Regions from separate parts of the Cricetulus griseus genome. Here region 1 is linked to region 2. Evidence: chromatin contacts called from public Hi-C data. All regions are on one chromosome and are shown on one strand. The core of a region is the stretch at or near the end of the contact, and the rest is flanking DNA. Distances in the headings are between cores, read along the strand shown. Region 1 overlaps Cdc42bpa (serine/threonine-protein kinase MRCK alpha). Region 2 holds the start of Coq8a (atypical kinase COQ8A, mitochondrial).

Region 1 (4,784 bases), core at 791-3,290, 58 kb before region 2:
ATGTTTGTAAAGAGAGAGCAGAAGTCCCATCCCCATCGTGTCTGTCCTCAAGCCTGCAGGCTAAGGAATGTTTGGAGATCAGTGCCATTGGTGGGATGTGACCTGGACACCACAGGTGGCACACAAGTCACTCCAGGGCCACACCCACCTCCCAAGGCATCTCTTTCTCTAATGATGGATTTGAACATTTCCCCCCTTAGTATTTTTTGGTATCTCGCACAGATGAATGAAAGACAACTCTGTCATCTTCTGAACCTTCCCATCATAAAGGGCACAGGGAGAGAGTCGGGGCTTCTGAAGATCATAGAATGGTTTGTGTAGCTGGTTTTGGTCCTGGCAAAATCCTGTCCCTCCCTAGGTTGCAGTGAGTCTGTCTGGACTGGGCACAGCTTCCCAGTGAGGAACCTGTTTGGTTAAGGGTGGTTGTGAACTTCCTCATACACACTCCTGGGGAAGGGGCTTCTTTCTCCCTGCTAACTCATGTGAAACCTCAGAAGCACAGGCTTGAACAGCCTTGACCAAATATGCCTTCCCACATGCTGGGACAGTGGGGCCTGTGTGGGCCTGGGGGTGTGCTGGCTGCCAGAGATGGCCAGCCAGCTTCCACTCTGGGTGTGTGCTGCTGTCCTTGTCCAAGGAAGCAAGATGGAGACCAGAACTCGTCTCTACCCACATGTTTCACCAGCTAAGAACATAGAAAAGACGGAAACTACAGTACCCCATGCCAGTAAAGAGGCCCTGCCACTCTTCCTTTTCACCTCTTTTGGGTTGAAAAAAACCACTATTTCCCCACCTTAAACCACACCTAAAATAGATTTCCAGACCTGCTAGCCAGCCTGTCATGCTGACACTTGGCACAGTGTGCTGCCAGACCCTGAGGTGTGCTGCCTTATGGAGGAGGAGGTCAGAGTTCCGGGCGGGGGATGGTGATGGAAGCACTTCTGATAGGGTCTTTTAAACAGCAGCTTTGACAAATGTTCTGGATTCTCCACTGGCTCAGACAGGAGCACATTTTGTTTTGGGTGGGCACTGTGTCATCCTAATCTCAATTGTTTTGCTTTTGGAAAAGAAGTGTTACAAAAATATTTGTGTACATCCAAAACTAAGGGTCAGATCTTGAGTTTGGTGAGAGCCTTATTATTGTATCTGCTTGAACGTGGCACTTTGCCTGATAGCACTGGCTCCTCTCTCCTCTGTCCCCTCCCCTTCCCTCTCCTTCCTAGGCAGAAAACTGACTCTACCCTGAGCCTTTGGTCTGTAGCTTTGACAACCAGTTGTGAATTTTTGTTGCTTACAGTGCTCGTTTATAGAGTCTCGTTGTAGAGTCTCAGTCGAAACCTCCCTGCAGGCCCGCTCCATTGCAGTGAGCCCCACCCGAGCTCTGCTGTGGACTGGGAGACTCTGCACTGCAGACATGATCCACACCTGAGCTCTGCTGTGGACTGGTAGATTCTGCACTGCAGTCATGGATCCACACCCGAGCTCTGCTGTGGACTGGGAGACTCTGCACTGCAGACATGGATCCAGGCATTGTACCAGCAGCCCTGGCCCAGAGTGTGGGGTGGGGTTCTCCTAATAACCACTGTCTTACTGGACTTGTCCCAGCCTTACATGAAGAGCGCTCCTGTCAGAAGCCGTGGAGGAGGGTAAGGAAAGACAGAAGCCACGATCCCTCAGAGCAGTGGCCACCAAAGACCAAATTAAAGGCCTGCGGCCCTGCCTGAAACCATTCTCCCTACCCCATGCAAGGTATTTGAACATGTGCAGCAGCTGGAATTGATACCTAAATGGAAAATGGTGTTCAGAGCCATTTCTGGCATAGTGTCTGTGGGTTAGTACTTGGTGCTATGTCCAGCCTATTTGCTATTGGCCCTTGAATTCTGGCTCATCTATTATGTGGGTTTGGGGTGGGTATGCAAATATATTACATTTTTTGGTTTTGGTTTTGTTTTATTGCCAAAAACAAGCCTTCCTGTCAATGATTGCTAAAGCAGACTTCACTTAGAATATATATTTTGGGTGCACACTCCCTGTGCTTAGTCATTCACGTTCTTTCCCAGTGAGCACAGCTTTAAGACTAAGGGGGATTACAACAAATGGCCTGTTTAGCCTTCCAGCAAATTGCTATAGCCAAGCTTAAAGGGAATGCCTAAAATTCCTGTCATTCCCACCGGCCCTTCCTTCAGCCTGGTCTCTTTCATGTTAGACTCCTGTCACTTTGTTTCTTAGTGGCCGCATCAGTTTCTAAGAAAAGTAGCTGGCTTGTGTGGAACCTCGGGTATCATTAAGGAAAAGCTAGAGCAGCGGAGCAGACATCTACTCCCAGTGCAACAGGCCACCATGCAGCCTTGGCAGTGACTACCAATTCACTTCTCCGAGCTCAGTAGACCTAGCTGACATCCCCTCTCCCAAACATGAGTGTCCTTAAAACAGCGTGACACCCCCAGACCACTGGCCCTTTCTAGGCACACATAGCCCAGCCCTGCCCCTTTCTAACCTGGTTTGGCAGCATAGCATCTCACTTCACCCTCCAGTGGCTCTTTCCTTGTTGAAACCTTCAGTCTTTGCAAGTTCTGAGTTCCCTGTGGAGCCTTGCTGGATGCTGTGAGTGTCTCCTGCCCGCTCCAGCATCACATTCTCCTGTCCCAGGGACAGCAGCATTACATAGGGCCCTACTAGTCAGTCAGCCTTGATGCCATTGAAAACAAAATGACCTGCCTTTTTATTTTATACCATTTATTTTATACATTTTTAGGATTTTTTTCTCATTGTAATATTATTGTACAGTTTTGCATGGCCTGGGTGTAATCATTTTTGTTTAGACTATGATGCTGATCAGTGTGTGTGTGTGTGTGTGTGTGTGTGTGTGTGTGTAAGGAAGGTACTGCTTTGGCATCTTAATCACTCATTTGGTTTGGTTTCATCCCTTGATGTTTGAGGGAAATGTCCTGAGAGAGTGTCTGCCAACAGACTATGACATGGGTTCTTTTGCACAGAATTATTTAAGGTGGGATAGTAAAAAAATGTAACAAAGAATTTCTCACCAATATTTTATGTTGGCGTCACCTAATTAACCAGACTTTGATGTACTGCAATAAAATAAGGAACTGTTAGGATTGAGTATTTTGTCTTTTTCTTTCCCTATATGAAGAGCAAGATGAGTTTGTGGCTCACTGGTCCCTCCTCTGGGCCTCTTCTTTATATACCCAGAGGACACAGGTCAGCTCGCCCCTGGGGTTTGATCCAGGACTTTTTTAAGTTGCCCTCGGAGCTCAGGTAAGAATAACATTCAAATCCCTGGAAGTGTTCAGCTCCCTTCCTCTAATAAGAACATCTTAGTCACTGCTTTAGGCTGCTGGGCCACACTCTGCAGGCACTTCAGAGTCATGGTTGTCTAGTGTGAAGCTGGAAGCAACTTGATTGCTGTCTGTGTAAACAGCCTCTTGGGAGCGTTGGACCCGTTTTGGTGAGTTGATGAAGCTGGCACACAGGTAAGGATGGGTGACCTTATCAGAAATGCCACAACTGCAACTGAAGTCACTCAGACCCCTCCTAGCCATTGGGAATCTTGAAGATCCACAAGTCACCCTGGGCCTCAAAGGTGGCATCTGTGCAGAGTAGGACTTGGCAAACTTTCCATGGTCTGTGACACATGGACAAGAGCACCAGGTACCAGTAAAACTTCTTAAAAGGCATAGTGAGCTGTTTGGTGCAGGGTGGTAGTTAGCCAGGCCCCTAGTCAGATTTAGCATGACCTTTAAGAGCACACTGTTCCTGTCCAAGCCCTAATGCCACCTCTAGTGCCTGCTGTTCTGTAGCCACAATCTACAAGCTTGTTTTCTCTAAAATGGCTAAGAAGCCTGGTGGCTCAGACTTGTGGTCCTAATTACTTGGCAGGCTGAGCAGGAGGGTTACAAGTTTAAGGCCTGCCTGAATATCTTGTTGAAATCCTGTCTCAAAAGTAAAAGGGCTTCACATCTGCAAGACATCAGGCTCAATCCCCAGTGCCAGTGAAGCCTTAAGGTCAGAGACACAAATGCAAAGAAATTCTTAATGTCTGCCTGAGTTGTCACATTCTGTCCCCACCAAGAGCAATGTAAATTCTAGATGAGAGACCTTTACAGGTAAAGACCACCACCCAAGTCATACGTGAGGCCACCTCATTCCCAGGACTCACAGAACACATAGGAAGTGGTAGTCCCCAACACACTTCTTTATTGAACGTATGGGTGTGAACATCTGATGATAAGACAGACAGAGCCTGTGTTGATCCCCGGTGCGGGGTAGTAACTACCTCTCCTGGAACATGCTGGAGCCCGCTGCTCCTCCAGTGACAGCCCTGCTTTGCTCTCAAAAAGGATCAGTTGTCCATGCTGAGACCCAGCTAGGGTGGCTGCCCTACTGTCCTGAGCTTCTAGCTCCAGGCCACCGGCTGGGGTGGCAATGGGCAAGGACACACGCTCATCCAGAAACACACAAAGCTTCATTCTACATGGCCAACTAGACCCCAAAGGTAGCTAGGCCGGCTTTAGTCTTCTTTGCTCCGTGTTCCTGGTGGACATCCACAGCAGGGAGGAGATGGCACAAGAAGCCTGCCTTTTTGTCTAGACAGTACAGAAGCAATAGTGGGGTCTCTGCACTGCTCACTTCCTACTCATGGAGGTGCTTCCGCTCAACACCCTCCCTCTGCTTGGCTGAGCCTGAGGGAAGGCATGGCCCCTCATTAGCCTGGCCCATGCCTAGTCTACTGCAGCCCGGACTTCATCCTGCAGTAGTTACTGTAG
Region 2 (4,562 bases), core at 1,591-4,090:
AGAAGTTGGTTCTGTATTTATTGATAGCAGTAAAGGTGTTAAACTAAAAGTACAGTAGTAAAAGATGGTTACAAAAGTTGTCAGTCATTGGCATAATAAACTACAATGCAGCCTTTGAAGTGACTTCAGTAGAATGTTTAATGATGCAAGGGAATATTCATGATGGGTTGGGGAGAGGGCTCAGTGGGTAAAAGCATTTGCCATGCAAGCTCAAGGACCCAAGTTCAAATCCCAGAGCCCACATAAAGCTGAGCACAGTGCATGATTGTAATCATAAGGTGTGACAGAAGGTGGGGACAGGAGCATCCCTGGGAGCTCGTGGACCAGTTACCATACCCACAACAAACAGCTGAGACCCTGTCTCACATGAGGTGGAAGGCAAGGGCCTACTACCAGGATTGTTCTCCACCCTCCTCAAACACACCACAATTTGTGCACACACTCGCACCTAAGGAGGTTTATGAAACAGCACCAACAAAAAAGGAAAGCATTCAAAAGAACTACTGTGTGATCCAAAAGTCCCCCAACAGAGAATATATCTAAAGAAAATGAATTGTCTCTCTAAAGCTCTTTCATGTTCATCACAACCTGTTCCCAACAGCCAAGAAATGTACACAACCTAAGTGCCCATCAGTGGATTAATGGATGAAGAAACATGGGACATACATATAATGCAAAATCCTTAAAAAATAACCTTAATAAGAAGGAAATATTATGATTTATTATAACATAGCTAAGCCTGGGAGACATTGAATTAAGTGAGCCAGGCACAAAAAGAAAAATACCAGATGACCTTGCTTATGTGTGGAATCTAAACAGGCTGGATTAAGAGAGGCAGAAAGCAGAGGGTTAGTTAGCAGGGGCTGAGATGGGGGTGGGGGGCAAAGGATCCAAAACCCACAGGAGGAGCTAGTACAAGACAGCTATTGTACAACATAGTGACAATATGTAAAAACAGTACATTTTTCAAAATGGCTAAGCTTGGGACTAGAGACATATATTGGTAAAATACTTGCCTGGTGTGCACAACAGTCCTAGATTCAGTCCCTCAGCACTGCATAAAAATAGTTATGATGGTACTTACCTGTAATCCTAGCACTTAGTGGGTGAAAGCAGAAGAATAAGAATTCAAAGTCATCCTCAGCTATGTGGCAAGGTCAAGGCCAGACTAGACTGACTACATGAAACCCTGTCTCAAAATAGAAGTTCGTTTCAAATTCTGTGCTGGGCATAGCCTGTTGAGCCCTTGCTACCATCCAAGCGCTGATTTAATCTCTGAGATGCCTTATGCTATGTGATTCTCACAACTCACTGATATTATTGCCTCTGGCAGCGGAGGAAATAGAGACTCAGAGAAGTCAGGCACCTTGCCCAAGACTACAGTTTCCACATGGTAGGAGAAGGACCATAACCTTGCCTTGACCTTCAAAGCCTAGTTTATCTTGGTCACCAGGCCTACATAAGCAAAGACTAGGGATTTGTATCTATCATTGGGTTGACCAAACCTGACAGTGAATATCTAAATGGAAGGGAGAAATATGTGGGGGCTGGAATTCCAGTAATGGAGAAAGAGCATGGACCCTGGCAATGTGGGGTTTGGACCCTTATCTGGTGACTTTATTTTCTACTGGCCCACATTTGAGGCAGCTCACCCACACTGCATTGCTTTAAGGCTGTTTGAAGAAGTCTAAAGGGAAGCTAAAAGACTGCAGTAAGTAGCTGACAAGCCTTGCTTTCCATTGTTAGAGATTCCCATGACTTGCTCTGATGCCAACGTGAGGCCCTGGTTATGGGTAAAATTTCACCTGTGCCCTCTCCTTCTACCTTCCCCCAAGCCTGGGTATCAAGGCAAGCAGAACGCCTGCACTCCCTCTCTCCTCCCCCACCTCACGGCCCCGATGATATGTTAAAAGCAGTGGTTCTCCACTTTCCTAATGCTGCGACCCTTGAATCCAGTTCCTCATGTTGTGGTGACCGCCCCCCCACACACACACACACACAAACCATAAAATTATTTTTGTTACTGCTTCATAACTGTAATTTGCTACTTTTATGAATCATAATATAAATATCTGATAGCAGAGTATCTGATATGCCATCCCTGTGAAAGGGTCATTTGACCTCCAAAGGGGTTACAACCCACAGGCTGAGAACCATGGGTCAAGATTCTTTCTAGATAAATCTGTTTGCTACCAACTTTCAGACTGTAGACTCTTCTGCTCAAATGTGTCACCTCATGGCACAGTAGTGACCTGCCTATTCTAATGCTTGAAGGTGAAGCATGTTGCTGGTGGCCACGAGGTGAATAGGGTTCTCCCATCAGTACCCATGTTCCTGCCGTGATGTACTGCACAGTCACAAGCCCCAGAGCAACAAAGACAGCAACCATGGACCAAAGCCCCTGAAACCACAATCCAGAAGAAGCCTTCTTCCTCCTAAATTGTTGATCCCAGGAACTGTCAGAATGGTGGGAAACATGCTGCCCGCTACGCTATTAAACAATGAGTGGTTCAGGGTGCTCTTCCAGAAGACAGTTCCCACAAGAACCAAAACTTCCATGTCAAAGCTGAGACTAGAAACTCCCTGTGACCCACTCTGTCACACTGAGCTAGTGTGGCTTCCCCAAATATCTCCAGCAAAGTGGCCAGGCTCTTGCGTGAGCCTGGACCAATATTCCAATGCTTTCTCCAGGGGTATGGGTAGGAAACCAGGGCTAAGTCTCCCACAGAGCAAGGACCTACCTGGATTATGACTTTGTCCAGTGCCTGGGCCAGATACCGGAAGAAGCTGGAGGCAGCCAACTGACTTAGTGACGCCCCTGGGGTGAAGGCCTGTGGGGCTCACAGCGTGATCTGCTGCCCTCCTGTGGCATGCTGTTGTAAAGTCAGCAAAGACACAAAGGAGTGAAGGCCAGCAGGACTTCAAAGCCCTCCATGAGCACAGCAGCCTTCTTAGGGACAGCAGCCCTCGAACATACTGGTCTCACGACATCTCATATGGGTAAACGTTTCTAAGGACTCTAGAAACCCATTTGGTGGGCTGAAATTCTAATCTAGCAGAAACTGTAAGTCAGAATTTTTTAAATGATGCATTCATTCCTTTAAATTAATAAGCACCATGTTAACATAAACAATGGTTTTTGTCAAAATAGTTTTGAAAAAACTTGAGTGTAAAGAATGGCATTTAGTTACAGCTTTGCAATTTTTTAAAGATTCATTTATTGCTTCTTATGTGCATACCACATGAATGTAGGTGCCCAAAGAGTCCAGAAGACAGTGTGAGATCCCCAGAAGTTAGGGTTCCTGGTAGTTGTGAGCTGCCATGTGTGTCCTGGGAACCAAACCCAGGTCCTGTGGATAAAACAGCACTCTTTCATCTTAATTCTATGTATATGGGTGTTTTGCCTGAATGTATGTCTGTGTACTGTGTACATGCCTTATGTCCAAAGAGGAAGGCACTAGATCCCCTAGGACTGGAGTGAGGGACAGATGGTTGTAAGCTGCTCTGTGTGTGTGTGTGTGTGTGTGTGTGTGTGTGTGTGTGTGTGTGTGTGCACGCGCGCGCATTCATAATCAAACTGGAGTCCTCTGGAGGAAGGGACAGTGCTCTTAACAAGTGAGCCATCTCTCCAACCACACTTATTGTGTGTGTGCCCGTGCATGTGTGTGCCCATGTGTAAAGATCAGAGAACAACTTACGAGACTCAGTCCTCTACTCTCATTATTAGGGTTCCAGGGATCAATCTCCCGTTATCAGGCTTGGCAGCAAGTACCTTTACCCACCGAACCACGCCAATGGTCCAAAGTAATTATTTCTAATAGAGCAGAACAGACTTAGAGCTGTGCTCCTGTCAGCATTCAGTCCTTCGCGATGTCCTGCATCACACAGCTCCTGGAAAATCTGTGTACACTGGTGAGAGAAGGAGAAGGGGAATCCAATGTCACATAATATAATTGGCATCATCTCACCTCCCAGACCCCTTGAATCACACTTTGGAAGCTATTGCTGTAGAGTTTAAGCCAGGTATTGAGTGGACTCGGGTTTCTTCTATCAGGTCATCTGGTACTCAGGCAGTCGTAAGCCTGGAGCAGAGGGACCCAGGCAGGGAGGCTGCCCAGACCACACAAGAGTAAGACTCACTGCAGCTGGGGAAAGAACTGCCATGTCCCAACCTCCCTTTAGCACAACTCACCCACACTGAGGCTGGGCAGTACCCCAGGTGGCTTGACTCCAAAGGGAAGCTTCCAGCATGAAGAGCAGAGCCTGCCAGTTGTTTTTCTTTAATGGACTTTAGATGTGGGACAGCAAGACCTGGGTAACAGCCAGCATGATGGCATATGCACATAACCCTGGCATTGAAGAGGTAGAGACAGGAAGATCTGGAGATTAAAGTCATCCTGACCTCTAAAATGTGCGGTCAGCCTGGGCTGTATGACACCCTGTCCCAACTCTCCCCCTTGCCAACTGCACCTCAACCCATCCCTCCAAAACCAGAAAAGAACTAGGTGAGATACTGGCTGACACTGTGACTCCCCAGAAGGGATATGAGTTTGACCCCTGTG

What was found. A called contact is a pair of places that touch in the nucleus more often than the background predicts.
Region 1: a Hi-C map of the CHO-S cell line shows a contact between it and region 2, with 6 times the contacts expected there. The contact joins the enhancer-like site here to the promoter of Coq8a in region 2. A contact is called at or near these places in 5 of 8 Hi-C or Micro-C datasets (the CHO-K1 cell line, the CHO-S cell line, fibroblasts and 1 more).

Annotation. Positions count from the first base shown.
Region 1 is chr5:14,084,202-14,088,985 of CriGri-PICRH-1.0, reverse strand. Cdc42bpa (serine/threonine-protein kinase MRCK alpha) reads left to right here. Exons shown (of 35, transcript XM_027418850.2): 35 at 1-3,120. Coq8a (atypical kinase COQ8A, mitochondrial) reads right to left here. Exons shown (of 15, transcript XM_027418854.1): 15 at 4,193-4,784. The coding sequence ends at 4,745. Among named protein-coding and RNA genes, the nearest start is that of Coq8a, 57 kb to the right of the region's middle. Within about 2 kb of position 2,040, at least 2 of the 6 cell types and tissues checked have open chromatin away from gene starts, as enhancers often do. A contact at or near this core is called in the CHO-K1 cell line and fibroblasts, where this site is marked.
Region 2 is chr5:14,027,535-14,032,096 of CriGri-PICRH-1.0, reverse strand. Coq8a (atypical kinase COQ8A, mitochondrial) reads right to left here and starts at 2,840. Exons shown (of 15, transcript XM_027418854.1): 1 at 2,742-2,840.